3 separate regions of the Hordeum vulgare genome follow, and all the other regions are linked to region 2. A link is a contact called in public Hi-C data. All regions are on one chromosome and are shown on one strand. Each heading gives the region's core, a stretch centred on a gene start, on an enhancer-like site or on the middle of the called end of the contact. The rest is flanking DNA. Distances are from core to core; before and after follow the strand shown. Region 1 holds the start of LOC123407728 (DNA polymerase zeta processivity subunit). Region 2 holds the start of LOC123407429 (retinoblastoma-related protein 1). Region 3 overlaps LOC123408894 (chitin elicitor receptor kinase 1-like).

Region 1 (3,158 bases), core at 553-3,052, 430 kb after region 2:
ATCTTCAACCTGCCCACACTTTGCATACATACTAATCAAAGAGGAACCCATATAACAGTTAATCTCAAAACCATTCGTCACGAGTAGTGCATGACAGAGCTTTCCGACCTTCATCATGCATGTCCTTGCACAAGCAACTAGAGCATTCAGCAAGGTGACATCATCCAGCATAACTTGCCCCTTGGCCATTTGGCTAAAAGCTTGCAATGCCTTATTAGGCAGCCCAGCATGTATGTATCCAGCAATGATTGTATTCCAAGAAACAGTATCAGAGGCTCCTTTGGGAGCAGAATCAAGAACAGATCTTGCAGTAGATGGATAACTACAAGACGAGTACATATTGATAAGAGTATTAAGGACAAACGTATCAGAACTTAAGCCGAGTTTCACAGAAAGGGCATGGAGCTGGGCACCAACAACAACGGATGGCATGCGGGCGGCGGTAGAAAGAGCGGCGCTAAGGGAGAAGTTATCGATGGGCATGTAGCCAGACCGGCGGAGTAGGGAGAGGAATGAGAGGGAGAGAGATGGGACAGGCCCCGAGGAGAGTGAGCGAAGGACAGAGTGAAGCAAGGGTACCCTGAGCAAAAGACCTGAGACAGTTGCATAGGATAGGAGAAGGGGGAGATGACGGTGGGTTAGGCGGGAGATTGGGACGGGGAGGACATATTTACTTCCAGGGAAAGCCTTTCTTATAATGGAGAAGGACCGTGTCTTCACATCGAGCATTCGCGGTGACAAGCACATCTAGATTCTCAATGGAGCTGACGATAGCGGGATGGAATGGAGTGTAGCTGTCACGCAGGGAAGCAACCGGATGATACAGGAAGCTGTCACCCAGCACTGCAACCTACATTAAAGGAACCTGGCATAAGACATTGTTTTCTATTCGAATAGGGGCAATTCTCCATTTCCATCAGCAATAACAAAACCAAAATTATCTTTCTTGCACACAGAGATTGGAAACCACACACTGACAAGAGTATCAGCACCTATTCAACTCCTGAACTCTAGCAAACTGTAACGAAAATAAATGCTAGCAGACACGCCAATGCTCAACATGAGATATCGCAGACATCAAGCAGACATAGCAGACTTTCCCAGGTAGTATCAGATAATGTTTTTACCATGTTTGCAGGTTATCTATCAGGACCACCGCTCCAAGTTAGCTTCACAACAAATTGCACAATTTGCTAAGGATCACTACGGGCACGGGGTTTCGTGTGGGGATTCGATTTCTTCTCTTTATGGAAGCAACTGCTACTAGCAATGGTGTAGCCTGGATTAGCTGCCGCCCTGGGCCAAAAGAGGGGAGGAAAAACACCCCCAACAACTAACACCAGGTTTACACAGGCATATAAAAAAGCTCGTCTTACAGGAACAAAAATTACTGAAATTAAATTGAAACAAAAATTACCAAAAGGCTTTCTACATTGAACTAACAAACTCTAAACTAAATGAGCTAATCATCGATGATGTTGAACATTTGAACGAATCAATAAAAAATCATTAAGTCAGTAAGGCATCAGGTAGTGTAGATCAGAAACGGGACGAACAACAACCTGGGAAAGCTAGGGCTTCTTTACCACCAATGTGAAATACACCTGGATGATTAGTTCCTCGCGCCGCGCCAGTTGGTAGAGGAAATGAGGAGAAGAGAGCCCCTTCGCCTCGTGATGGTGGCCAGCGAGAGCGTCTTAGTCGGAGGCGGGTGACTGGAGGCGGCGGAGGGCGGGGAGCGATGCGGCCCAGGCAAAGGGCACGGAGCTGAGGGAGGACGAAACGAACACGGTAGTGTAGCTCCAGATCTGGACCACCCGAGAATGATCCAACGTGCAGAAAGCAAAGGCTGTTTCTTCTTAATTTCGTCAATAAAATAAAATCCGCTTACATCCCACGTTACAAGCACGATGACCAAGTAACACGGAAAAAAATCCTATGAGACCTGGATGGTTGACACGTGGCATCTCTAATCTTCAAGCCTCTAATCCCACTTTCATTAGCTTTTGAATCTCGGGTACGTGGTCCCGATTGCAAACGCCTCATTCCTGACTCTAATAGGCTTGCTTCATGGGCTTCAACAGACACGTAACTTCAAAGAATTAGGTTTTTATTTTTCTCGGCCACGTCCATGACGGCCACGCCAAACGACTTTGGTGCGGCGACTGCACATCACGATGTCGCGATGATTTGTCGTTTATGGCGGCACTGACCATGTAGGAGGACCTCATCACCGAATCAGACCGCTCATCCATGGTGGTTGTATGCCATGTTGTTGCCCCGACGGACATCATGTTCCCTGCAGGCGTGCACCAAGGCGTCATGGGGGACGGCCGGACCGAGTCCGTGTTGGTGGCGGCCGTGCGGCAAGGTGTGCAGGACAGGCGGACGAAGTCCACGGTGGCGGCGGCTGTACGAGACTGCACCCATACGACCACATCCATCAGAGGAGAGGACGATGTCAGGGTGAGCAAGCTGCATGTGAATAGCCATGTGCTAGCTCTTGGTTGATTAATTTCATTATTTTTGTGCATGCATGCGTACTTAGTCATGCTAGCCGCTGATAATCATATAGCAGGCTGATGTTAAGCCAAAGCATAATATCATATGTTGTAGAAGCAAAGTTGAAAGTGATTAAATTGATGATGTTTGACATTATGCAGTTTCAATGGCTCGAAGGACAGGAAGTGTTGCATCCTTTATCGAGGAACAACGCAATGTATGAGTCGAGCCATGAGCTTATGACACCGAGCAAAAAGAATGATAAAGGAGAAGACAATTGTTCGATTGAGAAGGTAAAAAAATACTGCAATGCATCGACTTTAAAAATAATATTTATACTACAATGTTGATGAAGTCGGTGTATTTCATGTGTGTAACAGGATAATCCGAATGCATCTTCAGATAAAATTGTGCCAAAGGAAGGAATGTGTTTTCATTCTGAAGATGAGGCATACGAGTTCTATAATGCATATGCAGAAAAGAAAGGATTCAGTGTTAGGTGGACACACACAAAAAAGAGAGCAGGCGATACCTTATCTGCTAGGTATTTAGTTTGCAGTAAGGAAGGAGTGAAAGAAAAACATAGCACACATGAGACGAGGAAAGAACAAGCTTCTACGAGGACAGCTTGCAAAGCTCGTGTCCAGTTCCATATT
Region 2 (2,931 bases), core at 36-2,535:
GAGCTTTGACACGCAGTAAAGAACACAAGCGGACCAGGACCTCTCGATCTCCTCGGGCTATTGAGCACAAGAAACACAAATTTTAGCTACTGTACATCAGAACATGACATGGTTTGTGGACGAAAGCAACGAGATTTACCGATCCACTGCCCAGGGATGACATGCTGGACAGGAGGATGATCTTGGTCTCCTTGAAGAGCTGCATCGCCTGCCTCGTGGTGCTCTCGTCGAGCACTAGCTTCCTCTGCTCGCCAGCAAATAGAGTAGTAGGCAGAATTAGATAATGAACCAAAACTCAGACATGGAAACTGCGCACAAGATGGAAGATTGTCGTCTGCCCTAAATCGTGGTAAGAAGATAAAGCGGAATAACTAATTTAATACTCTGCTAAATGTGACTCGTGTTGAATTGTTGAGTTTAGACGGATATAAAAAACACATGAATTGTAGTACTACAAGAGATAGCACAAATTACCAGTAAAGAATGCAATTTTTTTAAGATTTGGAGGGAGTGACCAAACCACGGATCACAGAATTTACCGCTAGAAAATCATTCGCCCCAAAAAAGATGTCACCAAGATAATCGCGAAATAGCATCGCCCCAGGAGGATTTGAAAGCGATAAGCGCAGAATCACGCGGAACCCGCAGAAGAATCGCGGGGTGGGGTGGGGTAGGGGTGGGTGGGGGGAGAAGGTAATCTAACCCGAGGGGACGAGGGCGCAGAATGCCGAGGATCTGGGGCATGGGGGCAAGAAAGATAATAAATTTCCCCCCAAAGAATCCAACATGAAAAAGATAAGCGGCGGGAATCGAATCCAGCATATACAACGGGAGAAGATGGAGTCGAGACCACGGAATTTGATAATGGCGCAACGCCCGCCATGATTTCTTGTTGAATCTTGACTGAAACAGTCTAATCTAAGCGGGGAAAGTAGGACCAGATCGGCGCAGGGAACTGAACCCCTGGTACAAGAAGGGGAAAGAAGATTGACTGGGAGCCGTACCTTGCAGACATCAGCGAATCGCTCCTCCATTGCCGCGGCGTTGGCGTTGGCGCTGGCGCCGCCGTTCATCCTCCCCGGGGCCGTGGACGCCGTGACCCCCGAGCCCGACCTCGCGGGCTGCGGCGCGTCTGCTCCGTCCATGGGCTGCCTCCCCCAGTAAGAGCTCCGGGGGCGGACGGAATCTGGACTCCGGCGAGCGGGGAGTAGGGTTGTTGCGGTGGGGCGGCGTGGCGGAGAGGAGAAGGGTCTGGGAGGCGGGGCAGGGGGGAAAGAGGTGGGAGTGCGCGCCAAAAGAGAGGATTTTTATGTCCGGTGCGGCGGCTGCGCGGTGGGCCCGCGCGGGGTTTTGGCGGGAGAGGCGCGACGGAGATGGCGGGAGATCTGCCCTGCCCTGGGCTGTGCGGGCCCTATACGGCGGTGGGGGGTGTCGGGATCCGCGGCCACGTGCGGCTTGCGGCGGCAGCGCAGCGCAGCGGAGCGGAGCGGAGCGGCAAAACGTGTACGGCTCGGCCTGGGAAGGCGAGAGGCTTGCGATGCACGATACAGTTCCTTGCTCCTTCGGGGTTCAAGTGCTGCATACAGTTGTACGATTTTCACGGATGCCGTTGAATCACCGGTACGTGTTGTTAATTTAACATTTAACAATAGCAGGACTAAAGCGAAGGCGGTGGACGAAAAAAATTAAGAAATTTGTTAGCAAATCAAAAGAGCCAATACACACTAGCAATGCACATTACCAAGGAATGAATACAATGAAAATGTAGACATGTTTTAATAAATAAAACAAACATAAAACATACTAATAATGAAATTTTTCATGGCGTTTGGAAGACCCAAGCGATGGCAATGCGTCTCTCGCCTATCAAAAATCTTTCTTAATTTTATCAAGATCAATACCTTTGAAGCCTTCGTTGGATGTAACACAACATCAAGTCATTAAGCCAGCCATGGGACATCTTGTTCCGCGACTTCATTGACAAGAAGGACATTTTAATTGTTGTGGTCGCTCTCTCTCGAGTAGCAATGCCAATTGAATGGAGCGATAACCGGAGAAAACATGACATGTCTTTCAAGTTCAACCATCTTTTTACCTAGGTTTGCACTATCATGACACACTCTAAAGTCTTCAATTATTCTCATATGAACAATAAATCGTTCAAGATTATCTATTACATGTTCACGTTCATAATCAGAGAAATCCTCGTGGTAAATCTCTTTGAGCCTTATTCACATTGAAACTGGAAAAGGAGTTTCTTGGGCAAAGGCAAGAGAGGTTCTTGGACAGCTGTGATGTTACCTCGTTAAAACGATGATCAGATTATGTGGTGATGAAGTCTATAACATTATAGAAGGTGTCCGCGCGGAAAAAATGATGAGACGTGGCATTGTTTGGTACACCTTGGCTTGATTTTCTCCATTTTACAAATATGTCATCCATACTTGTTATAGGAATATCATTTTTGGTGTAAAAGGATTTGACATCTTCCAGGAATAGCTCCTAATCATCATTTCTCCAATCGATTAAATTTGTTCTTGCATCTGTAATCAATGACATTGCCTGAAATGAGATGATTATAGTTTTAGATGCATGTATGCCTACTTGAACAAAATATATCAAGCGGACTAGATACGTATAACATTGATCATCACGTGTCTGGATAACATTTTGATGCTTATTTTGCAATAGAAGAGATAAATCATTTATCATACGAAGGATTTTGAGCATCATCTTCAGGATAACAACAAAGCTAAAAAACTCTGCATTTGATGAACCAAACCTCCTGCCCTACATGGAACACGCACATGGTGCTCAACAATGCATAGAAGTTTCATGACTGCGTAACACATTGATTCAGTGTTAGGTTGTGTAACGAGAGCCCCATCTTATATCTTCGCGTCTGAAAATGTATGTTTCTTGATTTCTCCC
Region 3 (2,824 bases), core at 201-2,700, 380 kb before region 2:
CAGTTATCCTTTCGAAACCACCACGTACAGGCTGGCTTTGGAGTGAAATGCGCCATTAGTTCATTAACTCAAAATGATTGCACACTTTAAACCAAGAACTCAGAAAGTGATCAATTTAGTCCATAATTGTTTATTTCATGAAACTGGCCAAATCCGGTTAGGATGCCACGTTGGCATTGCTTGGACCGCTCGTAAACTGGCTTAACTTAGGGGCTTTTTTGCAAGATTATGTCAATCTCGTTTAGACTACACATAGGCGTCAACAGCTCAGGTAGAAGCCTGCTAACCAAGAGAACTATAAGCTGTTTGTGTAGGCATTGTTTAGTATTGGTTTTTATTCTTTCTATTTGTTCGGTCAGTTTCCAAAAAAGATTGATACCACAAGTTGCATTGTGTGGGATTTGTACCCACGCCTGACTAGGGAAAAAGAGTGGCCTGCTAACCAATAGGATATCAAGTCATTTGTGTGCATTGTGTTAAATATATTTTCTCTTCTCCTAAGCTTAAATACATACAGATGAACAATAAACTCTGAAAAGGTAGTAGTGGTAAATAGTTTTTAAGAAACTGGTATTCTTTCATATACTTTGTTGTAACACAATCCACAACTTATGACTTGATCCTACTGGTCAGCAGGCCACCTTTTCCCGACCGAGCAAATAGAAAGAATAAGGACCGATAGTAACCAATGGCTACACAACTAGTACCTTATAGTTCTCTTGGTTACCAGGCCTTATACCTGAGCCCTACGACGTGTGTTTGAGTCATGCATGGCTTCTGTTTATACACACGGCAGTTTCAATTTGAACGCGGGTTAATCTTGCAAAAGAGTCCCGGTAAAAATTAGTCAGTTTATGAGCGGTCCAAGGAACGCCAAGCGTAGCAGCCATGTGGATGGTTTTTTTTCTCTCCCGAATCGGTTTTGGCTTTATTTGATCCAGTAAACCAGTTTATGGAGTAAATTGGTCACTTTCGCTCCTGGCTTTGGGTCCTTGCTGAACTTATTTACCTTGCCTGTTTGATGACTTTACCATACACTGAAATATGTGTAGTTTGAGGAGGCTCTCAACGCACCGGATCCGAAGGAAGGCATCGGGAGGCTGATGGATCCAAAGCTGGGAGACGATTACCCCATCGACGCCATTCTCAAGGTTAGAGAAAGATGCTCGGGCTTTGCTTTCCTTGCGTGGTTGGATTGGATATATGCCGGCCAGGATAAAACATTTGTTGCCTTGTGGTTGCAGATGACACACCTGGCGAACGCATGCACACAGGAGGACCCCAAGCTGAGGCCGACTATGAGATCCGTGGTCGTCGCGCTGATGACGCTCTCCTCCACAAGCGAGTTCTGGGATATGAACGCGCTCTACGAAAACCCAGGCCTGGTGAACCTCATGTCCGGGAGATGACCTCGTCTCCCCAGCCACATGCCTCCCCTGGCCTTGTACATCTGGGTTCTACAGTCGAATGCGGGACGATAAGGCGGTAGTGACAGCCTGACAGCGTCGATTGTTTTGGCTATCTTCGAGCGTGTAATTTCCCATCGGTATAGATTCTTTTTTCTGCCCTTTTATTTATGTCCGAGTTCACATTTCCTTCTTGGAGACAGTAGCGCCACATGCATGTGAGTTGTATGGGTCAAGTGTAATATATGTACGTACAGGTACGTGCTTATTTTGACATGGCAATGGAAATAGTTAATAGGCCTTGTAGATGACTAGCGCTTGTGTGGCAATAATCTTGCCAGAGGATATGTGGAGTCTTCCCTCGGACAGAGATATTGGTAGTATTACAGTACTATTAATACTGTACTTGATTGCTCCGTTGGCTGCTTGCTCCAAGTTGCTTTCTACTACTAGCAGACTAGCATGTCGGCAATCGGTCAAGACGTTAGACGTGTTGGTGATATTGACGTTACGTGGAGATACTAGTCAAAGATGTATTAAAGAAATATAAGAACGCTTAGGTCACTAAATAGCACTTCCTATATAAACTAATATAAAAGTATTTAGATCACTAAAATAGTGTTCTAAATGCTTTTATATTAGTTTATGGAGGGAGTAAGATCTAAGTAGCTCCTCAATCGTATCATCATCCTGTTGTAGGGAATGAATATTTTTCTTTCGGTGTATGTCATTCATGATTTCATAAAAATATCTAGTATTTGAATCACATTCATGTAACATGTTAGCTATCTGTACATTTAAATGACTCTTGATCTTGATTCCATGTTCAGATAGAGGTCTAACCTTTGCCAAGGTTTCTAATTCATCAATGATAGATGAAAGACAAAGCTTCTCCTTTTTAAGCATACCACCGTATGCCTGGCCCAACCATCAAAGAATTTATGTAATGCATGTATCTTTTTATTCCATCTATGTATTGGGGTAGGCCCGACCACAGATTTCTCCCACATCTCCTTGATCATATTATGGAAGCCATCCTGAAACAACCATTGAAGTTCAAACTTAAACTTGTGTCTATGTTGTGGTCGTGGCAAACCAGTAGTTAGGAGAGTGAGTGCATTGTCCGATAGGTAGAGAAAGAACAGACACGATAGGAAATTTAGATTCCTAGTCGGTTGCCATTAAAACGCGATCTAGTTTCTCATATGTCGGTTCTGGAAGACTGTTTGCCTAAGGAAATTGTCTTCCAACCATGGAAACCTTTTGCAGATCTAGACTGTCGATGACAGTGTTGAAAAGGAAAGGCCAATGATTATCAAACCTACCACGGCTTTTCTCATTGGGAAATCTAAGCAAACTGAAATTCCCACATGTAAGAATTGTAAGTGCATCTAATGGCACCCCGTGTTGGTTTTGGA

The links. Hi-C and Micro-C count contacts between places; a contact is called where the count stands out from the background.
Region 1: a contact with region 2 is called in a Hi-C map of leaf, with 2.9 times the contacts expected there. The contact joins the promoter of LOC123407728 here to the promoter of LOC123407429 in region 2. A contact is called at or near these places in 3 of 6 Hi-C or Micro-C datasets (leaf and seedling).
Region 3: a contact with region 2 is called in a Hi-C map of leaf, with 6 times the contacts expected there. The contact joins the enhancer-like site here to the promoter of LOC123407429 in region 2. A contact is called at or near these places in 2 of 6 Hi-C or Micro-C datasets (leaf and seedling) and 1 of 1 datasets of contacts at active chromatin or transcription factors (embryo).

What each region holds. Positions count from the first base shown.
Region 1 is chr7H:216,126,188-216,129,345 of MorexV3_pseudomolecules_assembly, forward strand. It overlaps LOC123407728 (DNA polymerase zeta processivity subunit), which reads right to left and starts at 1,803. Exons shown (of 6, transcript XM_045100927.1): 1 at 1,563-1,803.
Region 2 is chr7H:215,697,834-215,700,764 of MorexV3_pseudomolecules_assembly, forward strand. LOC123407429 (retinoblastoma-related protein 1) reads right to left here and starts at 1,286. Exons shown (of 18, transcript XM_045100564.1): 1 at 1,005-1,286; 2 at 140-244; 3 at 1-57. The coding sequence starts at 1,145.
Region 3 is chr7H:215,318,526-215,321,349 of MorexV3_pseudomolecules_assembly, forward strand. LOC123408894 (chitin elicitor receptor kinase 1-like) reads left to right here. Exons shown (of 11, transcript XM_045101925.1): 10 at 1,053-1,151; 11 at 1,245-1,712. The coding sequence ends at 1,409. Among protein-coding and RNA genes, the nearest start is that of LOC123408894, 15 kb to the left of the region's middle. Within about 2 kb of position 1,451, at least 2 of the 3 cell types and tissues checked have open chromatin away from gene starts, as enhancers often do. A contact at or near this core is called in leaf, where this site is marked.